Linked DNA regions of Mus musculus: region 1 is linked to region 2. A link is a contact called in public Hi-C data. All regions are on one chromosome and are shown on one strand. The core of a region is the stretch at or near the end of the contact, and the rest is flanking DNA. Distances in the headings are between cores, read along the strand shown. Region 1 overlaps Dpysl2 (dihydropyrimidinase-like 2). Region 2 overlaps Adra1a (adrenergic receptor, alpha 1a).

Region 1 (4,172 bases), core at 1,516-4,015, 220 kb before region 2:
ACGCAGAGCCCAGGCTGGTGAGAGGGCTGGAGCATGTCCCCAAGTTCAAGGAAATAAAAAGTAGCGAGGAAGAGGCTGCGATCTAGAAGGGAGAAGGAATGGGAGCAAATACAAATTCTGGAATAATCCTCAGTTGAACAACCTCTTCCTACCTGATTGGAGGGGAGACGAGAACTCTGCTCTGGAGTGATACTCATCTGTAATCCCAGCACTCGAGTGGCCAAGGCAGAAGGACCAAGAGTTCAAGGCAAGCTGAGCTCTAATGGTGAAATCCCGTCTCTAAAAGGCCAAATGGGGGCAAGGGAGAAAGAGTAGGTACATGTGATTCCATCCCAGGAACTTGGTACTCTCCAGGCCATATTACTTTCTTGCTGAGCACTGGCCTTGTTAGGTAGTGAATTCCCCAAGGCCAAGCCTCAGCATGAGCCACAAAGATGGTCAAGTTCTGTTAGCTCTTGAGAGATGGGGGCAGGGTGACAGAATCAAGGACATCTATCAGGCCGAGGAACAGAAGGGTGCTGTGCAAACGTTGGACCATGAAGTTCACCTGGGAAAGAAGAAGGGATTCTTTCACTCTTGGTGACAGAGTGAGGAAACAAGGGCTCAGACAGCTTTGAGAATGGTCAGTCCAAGTCACTGAGGCCATGAGAATGAAGGCAGGAGGGGCTGGAAGGAGAAGGCCTTCAGGAAGAAGGGGAGGAGACAGAATGTGTATGTACGGATTTCATATGGATTTAAAGATCTCGACATTGTGATTGCCTTAGTTAGGGTTTTACTGCTCTGAACAGACACCATGACCAAGGTAACTCTTACATTTCATTAGGACTGGCTTACAGGTTCAGAGCTTCAGTCCATTATCATCAAGGCAGGAACATGGCAGCATCCAAGCAGGCATGGTGCAGGCAGAGCTGAGAGTTCTACATATTCACCTGAAGGCTGCTAGTGGAATACTGGCTTCTAGGCAGCTAGGATGAGGGTCTTAAAGCCCACGTTCACAGTGACACAGCCACTCGAGCAGGGCTACACCTTCTAATAGTGCCACTCCCTGGGAGGAGCATAACAAACCGTCACAGTGATAGCAGTCAGTGTAGCCAGAATTTTGCTGCTATAACAAGCAGACCTCAGGTTTTATGACTTTAGCATAGGAGTGATTGGTACATGCTTCAGGTGGGTACTTACATGAAAATCAGTTTAATTTGGGTGAAATAAACCTAAAAAAAAAAAAAAACTCAATCACTCTAGCCATGTCATAGGGCTCCCCAGCCACATGGGGTGAGAGGTGACTTGGTTGGGGGCACAGCAGGTGCAGCATGTCTCCCTTGCTGCAAGATCTCTGTTGGCAAAGTGTCGCTCCCTGATTAGAAAGGGAGTGGGAGACAGACTCTCACTCCAGGAGAGGTTTGCTCTCAGACATGGACACACTCTGTCAGGGTTGCTTTATGAAGTGTTGCTGTGGGGCCAGTTTGCTAAGACTGAAGGTCAGAGGCAACAACTCCTGCAGTGGCTCTGCTGTCTTGCATGCAAACGTAGGCCAGACTCTGGTAATTCTGTAATTCTGATGAATAGTGAAGATTTAAGAATGTTGGGCCAGTGGGGGATTTCGCCATCTGTTTTTGTCCATTGTGCCCTGAATGTATTGATAGATATACTCACTGTGCATCTAGACCTCCACAGGCCTATGAGGTGAACGTTATCCTTCCAGTGGGGAGAAACACTAAGCACTGTTTCATTTAAACGTTGGTATCCATCTGTGCTGGTTCTCATGACCGGAAGTCCAAGGCTGCCCGGAGAAACTGGTTTTAGTTGGGGGCAGGGAGAAATAAGACAAGAAAGGGATGGATTTGGGGGATAAGGGAAAGTGTTTTGGAGTGGGGGGTCAAGGATAGAAATCAGTGAAGACAGAGATGTCAGGTAGATCAGCCAAACCTTGCTCCCATACAAGGCAGAGCCTGAGTTCTCCAAATCAAGTGCTTTATCATGAAGACAACAGGCTTGCTGAACTAAGGGGTTCTTGGATTTGAATATTTCTCTTGCTCCAGCAAGAAGCTGTGCTTTATTTGAGGCCTCTTTGGGCTTCACTTTCTCCATCTATATGATAGGATGGGAAGCCCTGGTAGGGCTTGGGGAAAGATGAAAGATTTGTATTGTTTTTTTTTTTTTTTTTTTTGGTATTGAATTTGAACTTTGTTGGGGGTCAAATTCAGGACGTTGCATTTTGGGAGCCAACTCTCCCACTGAGCCAGACCTGCACATGGATTATGTGTTCAAGGTCTCAGCACCATGACTGACGGTGTCAGTCTGTTCTCCATAGATGCTGGTTCCTACCTTATTAGCTGCACAGTGACATTGCATCCGATTGGATTGATATTGAAAGCCAGAGAAGCGGAAAGCTAGCAGTGATGTTTAGCCCTCTTTTGTAGAATGAAAGAGCAGGCCACACTGCACTTTGGAGAGGAGAGGAAGTTCTCAGTAGGGGTGAAAGCTTCCTGCTAGCTCAGTTTCTTGGTTTCCACTTTCAGAAATAGAAGGTTTGGTCCTGTGGCTCAGTGCACAGAGGAAAATAATCTTGCTGAACTCAGCTGTGGAAGATTCAGGCCCTGAGGGTGGAGGCAGGGTCAGATAATTGGTGGGCAGACTGGCTCATATCACTGGGACTTAAAAGCCCTCTCCCAGTGTGAAACCCCAATGCTCCAGGATAAAGGAGTGAACTATGTGCATACTCTTCATTGGCCACCAGGGGGAAGACCTGAGACAGGAAGGCCAGCTAGGTCTGGGTGTCTCCATCAGGGACAGAGACCTCAAGGACATTCTGTATTCACACATACCAGGGTGCAGTGTGTGTAATCCTGAGATCCTTTGGGTGGTGTCTGTGCCAACTGGAGGCTGGAAGAGAAAGCTCGATTCTGTTTGCTTCTGTGGAATACCCTGATTTCCTTTGTGTCCCAATACCCGTCTTGGCCTCATGTAGTCAGGGGATCTTCAGGACCCTTTCAGAGCCCAAAGGGGGCGGGTAGTTCATATGGCCCAGTTCTGGTAAAAGTAGTCTATGACTGTTCTGATGATCCTCACTGAGCCACACCCAAAAGATGCACCCATGGAAGGTGGTAGCTGGTCTGGTCTCATGTATGTCTGCTTAGCTGTCCTTTGGCAATCTGGGCCCTTTGGGGTTTCATAGTCAGAAAAGCAGTCATCCTTGCCTGCACCCATCTGCAGCCCAGCACCCTGGTCAGAGCCTTTTGGTTTTGGCAACCCAGGATCCCTGCTCCTTCTCTTGGCCGCTGTGTCATCCTAACCTCTGCAGACCACATCGGACGGAGGCTGCAGCTCTGGGTAACTGGCCGCAATGGCTCAGGGGGGTGTTGCGGTTTTCTTCTTGGCCACATCTAGATTCCGATCTTCCCGTCAGCATTTTGTTTCCGAGTGTCCCTTCCCTGTGATATTCTCAATGTTGGGCTTCCGCAGCGCCTCAGAAGCAGAAATGGTCACTTCAGCTTTCCACATGGAAGGAAAATGAAACTAAGAACCTTGGAGGGCTGGGTCTGGACAGATACTGTATTGGGCAAACTACTGAGGAACTGAGAGCAGCTAGCTAGTCACCCTGGAGCATCAGATTGACAGCCTTCAGCTCACCACCCCACTTCCTGGCATAAGCACCTTATAAAGCCAGGGTGGGTGTTATCTCTACTCCATTCATCTCCACAAGCCATCTTTTCAAAACATAAAGCTCTCCTGCTGCACTCTTTACAAGGGTGAGCTGTCAGCAAGACTCTGTCACAAGTTCTTAGCACTGTGAGTACAAAGAAAGAAAGAAAGAAAGAAAGAAAGAAAGAAAGAAAGAAAGAAAGAAAGAAAGAAAGAAAAGAGATCTACCCTCCCGCCAGGCTCGGGGCTGAGTTGCACCACACAGTATAGGAGGCACATAGGACAAAGGTATGGATTAGGGAGGAAGGATGAAGAATGATGGAGAGGAAGGAACAACTTCAGAGGATGAGGGCGTGCCTACACAAGAGATGCTTGCCCAGCAAGCACAAGGCCCTGAGTTAGAGCCTTTCTCTGTCCAATCTACTCAAAATATAACTTTAGAAAATATAGTCATGGGGATATTTTCCTAGGGGCTCCTTGTATGATTCTGAGGTTCATTTCAAGATTAATGAGGCTCCTAGCAGTTAGGA
Region 2 (4,564 bases), core at 88-2,587:
GATAACATATCTATGGACTATGCAATGGATTCCACATAGGAGACAGCTGAGGCAGTACAGGGCCTGATAAACATGCAGGAGGACCTGAGTTCTGATCTCAGGCACTGACAGTAACAACAAGGGAAAGACAGCTGAGAGTAGGGCCTCAAGCCAGCACATGGCGCTAGCCAGGCAGAGGAAGACGCAGCCCTGAGGCTGGTCTCCAGCTGACCTAAGCAAAGCATTGAGCTGTGAGTTTAGTGAGAATATGAGCATAACTGTGGAGAGCAATGGACAACACAGATGAAGTCACCTTTAGGACTCTGTCTACATATTAACATTGTGTTCATGTGCTACACCATTCATGTGGGGGGGCAGGGGATGGGAGAGCAGGGTGAGGGGCAGGGGATGGGAGAGCAGGGTGGAGGGCAGGGCATGGGAGAGCAGTCATTTCAATGATGGTATTGTAATAACTGGATTTCTCCACACTGAAGAGTGAGGTGGAACCTCACCTCACCTCAAGTACAAAAATTAATTTACAGCCTATCAACAAACTGACTGTAAGAACTGAGGCCATGAAATTCTTAGATGTGAACATAGAAATAAATCTTCCGAATCTTAGATTAGGCAGTGGTTTCTATACAGGGCAAGCCAACACAAACAACCAAAGAAGAGACAGATAAACTGCACTGTATAAAGTTAAAGACAGGGTGGTGGTGCACCCTGCACTCAGGAGGCAGCACTCAGGAGACAGAGGCAGACAAGTCTCTGAGTTCAAGGCCAGTCTGGTCTACAGAGTGAGTACCAGGACAGTCAGGGCTACACAGAGAAACCCTGTCACATAAAAATAGGGGAAAAAAAATTAAAGATAGATGTGCATCAAAGGACATTATGAAGACAATGGTACCTTGTGATACTGTGCCTGACATTTCAGCGGTACGTCTGCTGAGGACGAACCATGGTGAATCTGAGATTGAAAGAGGTTAAATATAGAAACTACAAAAAGAGGAAGAAGGAATAGCAACAAGAAGGCAAAGGGATGAAGGAGGGAAAGAGCAACCTTAGAATAAAAACATCTGTGAATTCACAAAACTGATAAAGATCTAGTCTCGGGCACAAATAACTCTGAAACCTCAGCAAGGAGCGGCAAACAACCCAACTTAAAGTGGGCAAGTGACTCAAGCAGGTAGACACGACTCCAGAGCTGATAGACAAAGGCACCATGAGCGTAGAGGAAGCCTGGGACATCATGAATCATGAGGAAATGCAGCGCATCTGAGTACCACTGCACACAGTGTCCACGGCTGTAACCATCAGTCAAGAGAAGAAGTGGTGGCTGTGTTAGGAAGAGTGGGGCCTTGTGCGTCGCGTCGGGTGGCCGCAGAAACTGGGGCAGCTGCTGTGGGAAACTGTTTGGCAGACCCTCTGCAAACTAAACATAGAAGTCTCAGATGATTCAGCAATTCCACTTCTGATTATGGATCCAAATGGACTGCGGCAGACATTCAAAGGCTGGTACATGAATATTCATCTTGGCAAATACTCAAAACTGGCTCGAGGGTAGAAAGCATTTGACTGCCCAGCAGTGGATGGGCAGCTCAGCCAGATACTGTATATCCACACACACAAAATGAAATGTTAGCCTGTCATGAAGGACAAGTATCACAGCATGGGTGACTTTTAGAAGAGCAGGTTATGGGAGGACATATGGAAGGCCACACATTGTGTGATTCCTTATGGACGCAGTCCTAAGGACAGGGCAATCATACCGATGAAGGAGGATGGATGGCTGCCAGGAGCAAGAGAGGAATCATTGCTAATGGATACAGTTTCATGTGGCGGAGATGGAGAAGAGCTCGTTAGTGGTGGCGGCTGCATAGCACTGTCAGCCTTTTCTCAAGAGCTGCTGAACTGACACTTTCAAGTGGTTAAAACAGCAAATCGTATGTCATGTGAATGGTCACAATTAAAAACACACACACACATACACACATATACACACACATACACACACATACATACACACACACATACATACACACACACACATACACACATACACACACACATACACACATGCACACATACACACACACATACACACATACACACACATACACACACACATACACACATACACACATACACATACACACACATACACATACACACATACACACACACATACACACACACAGATATACACACACATACATACACACATACACACACACACAGACACACAAACATACACACACACAAACATACACACACACAAACATACACACACACACACACACACACACATACACATACACACACACACACACACACACACACACACACACACACAATGGAAAGACTTTTTGAGAACCTTCAGGAATCTGGGGATTAAAAAATAATAATTATTTAAGATGTGGGAAGCCCAGTAGGCTATGGTGGCACATGTCCATCATCTTAGCATTTAGGAGATGGAAACAGGAGGATCAGTAGTTCAAGGTTGTTGTCCTTCACTCCATAAGGAGGTTGAAGCCAGCCTGGGATGCATGAAACAGGGCTCAGTGTTGTTGTTGTTCTTTTTTTTCTCTTTCTAAGATTGCCTATTAGTAATCGGCCAGTGTTAGTGAGATCACGAGAAAAGACAAGCCAACGCCATTGTAGACTACAGGGTACGGCTAAATCATTTCTCATAATGAGGGGTGTGTCTACACGGTCAGTTTGTGAACAGCAGCTTTCTAACTTGCAACTAGATGCCTGGCAATAAGCTAAATGTGAATAGCACGTTTAAAAAAAAAAAAAAGCAGGAGCATGCAAACTGTTCCCTTCTCAAACCCTTTTTGGGCAAAGGCTACTGCTCTGCGGGCATTCCAGAATAACGACAGCCCATGAGCCCAGGTCAGCTTCGCCTCCTTCCCTCTGGAGAAGGCAGGCAACTCTCCTTGTAACAGTCCTCTCAGCGCCATGTACTGAGTCTGGAATTTGACACCCCTGGCAAAGAGCAACCTGCGTTCTGATCTTCAGGACTGCCAGCAGGAAGGGGGTGGGGCAGGTGTTGCTTTAGGGCTCAGGACTCAGGGTTTCCAGTCGGCTTTTACCAGCAAGACACCCCTGACATCCAGTTTATATCTTGGATGTAGTTTGCATAGAATTCTGAAACTTGGTTTGAAAGCCACCAGCCTAACGCATCCCCCTTGTCCCTTGGATAAACAGGCAGAGTCCAGAAGATGGGCAGTGTCCTGTGGGTGAGAGCCTCAGGCTTGGGCTGGGGAATGATGGCCTTTGGTCTCTCAGAAGGCAGCCACACAGGGCCAGCAAGAAGCCACCGATGCCCAGTCGGGCCTCAGTTTCCCCGATTTCCACCAGTGTTGTAGCTTCTATCCTGAAGTCCAAGAATTGAACTAATTCCTTAAGTGCCATCCACACACCAGTGGCACGGAAGAACACTTGTTCCCCACTGGTATGTTGAAGCTCCAGTCTTCATTGTGGAGGGGTCTGAGCAGGTGGGAAGTAGTTAGATTTCAAAGAAGTCATGAGGGTGGAGACTCATGAGGGACAATGGTGTCCTTGTGAGTAGAAGGGGGTCTATGTTTCCTTTTGCCATGTGAAGATGCAGAGAAGGTGACTGAGTCTGGAAACTGATCACATCTCCCCCCCTGACAAGGCGTCATCAGCCTCAGAGCTATGAGGAGGAAATGATGCTATTGAAGCCGCTAATCTGTGTTGCTCTGTGATAGCAGCCCCAGGCTGACAACCACAGCTTTCTCTCTCGATACATAGAAGTATCCACAAGCAACTCAGGAGCAGTGGGAGTTCACCAGCCCTTGGAGCATTTGACAAGCTAGATAATGGCTAAGGGTAAAAATGAGAGAAATGAATCATCAACATAAATCTACTAAACATGCAATCTATGGAGCCTGTGAATTGTTGATCATGTATTAATTCTAAAAGCCGCAATTATTTCCATAGCTAAAAATTACTGAGTTTACATTTTTCTATTAGAACGGAGTAAATTAGAATTAATTTTAAGAAACTAGGCAATAAAATACCAATTATTTTCAAATTAACCACCACCACAATGACCCCTTTGATGTCTACACAGAACAAAAGAAAGAGAAAAAAAGCAAGACCAAGCAGATGAAAAAGCTAGAGAGTAAAACATTAGGGAAAAAAATGAGAATTTGCTTAGAGGGAGATGAATAGCTTTTATTGTTTCCAATCTTCAACAAGAGTGAACCAAAGCACATAAACATTGTGGTCAAGCTGATATCAAAAACAAAACTGTAACCAGAAAATGAAAGAGAGAAACTCCTAGAGACTAAATCAATTAATTAGAAAACAAATGAAAGTAATAAACTCAGAACCTGAATTTGTTGAAAGAAAAAAAAAAACAATAAACAAACATAAAAAAAAACCAAGCCAATAAATTCATAAAATGGAGTCTTCCAATTTGTTGCAATAACACGGAAAAGTTGTGATGTCTAAGGAGGAAGATGAAGAAGACATCCAAGAGAGGAAAAATTATACAATGTGATGCACAAATCCAAACTGAAATATTCAACTGCAAGGAGAGGGGGAAATGGAAAAT

The links. Hi-C and Micro-C count contacts between places; a contact is called where the count stands out from the background.
Region 1: a Hi-C map of cerebral cortex shows a contact between it and region 2, with 1.7 times the contacts expected there. The contact joins two enhancer-like sites. A contact is called at or near these places in 2 of 484 Hi-C or Micro-C datasets (cerebral cortex and uterus).

The regions. Positions count from the first base shown.
Region 1 is chr14:66,872,119-66,876,290 of GRCm38.p6, reverse strand. The region is part of intron 1 of Dpysl2 (dihydropyrimidinase-like 2); the gene reads left to right. Among named protein-coding and RNA genes, the nearest start is that of Gm5464, 5.4 kb to the right of the region's middle. Within about 2 kb of position 2,765, at least 55 of the 459 cell types and tissues checked have an H3K27ac peak or open chromatin away from gene starts, as enhancers often do. A contact at or near this core is called in cerebral cortex, where this site is marked.
Region 2 is chr14:66,648,939-66,653,502 of GRCm38.p6, reverse strand. All of the region lies in intron 2 of Adra1a (adrenergic receptor, alpha 1a), which reads right to left. Among named protein-coding and RNA genes, the nearest start is that of Adra1a, 16 kb to the right of the region's middle. Within about 2 kb of position 1,337, at least 38 of the 459 cell types and tissues checked have an H3K27ac peak or open chromatin away from gene starts, as enhancers often do. A contact at or near this core is called in cerebral cortex, where this site is marked.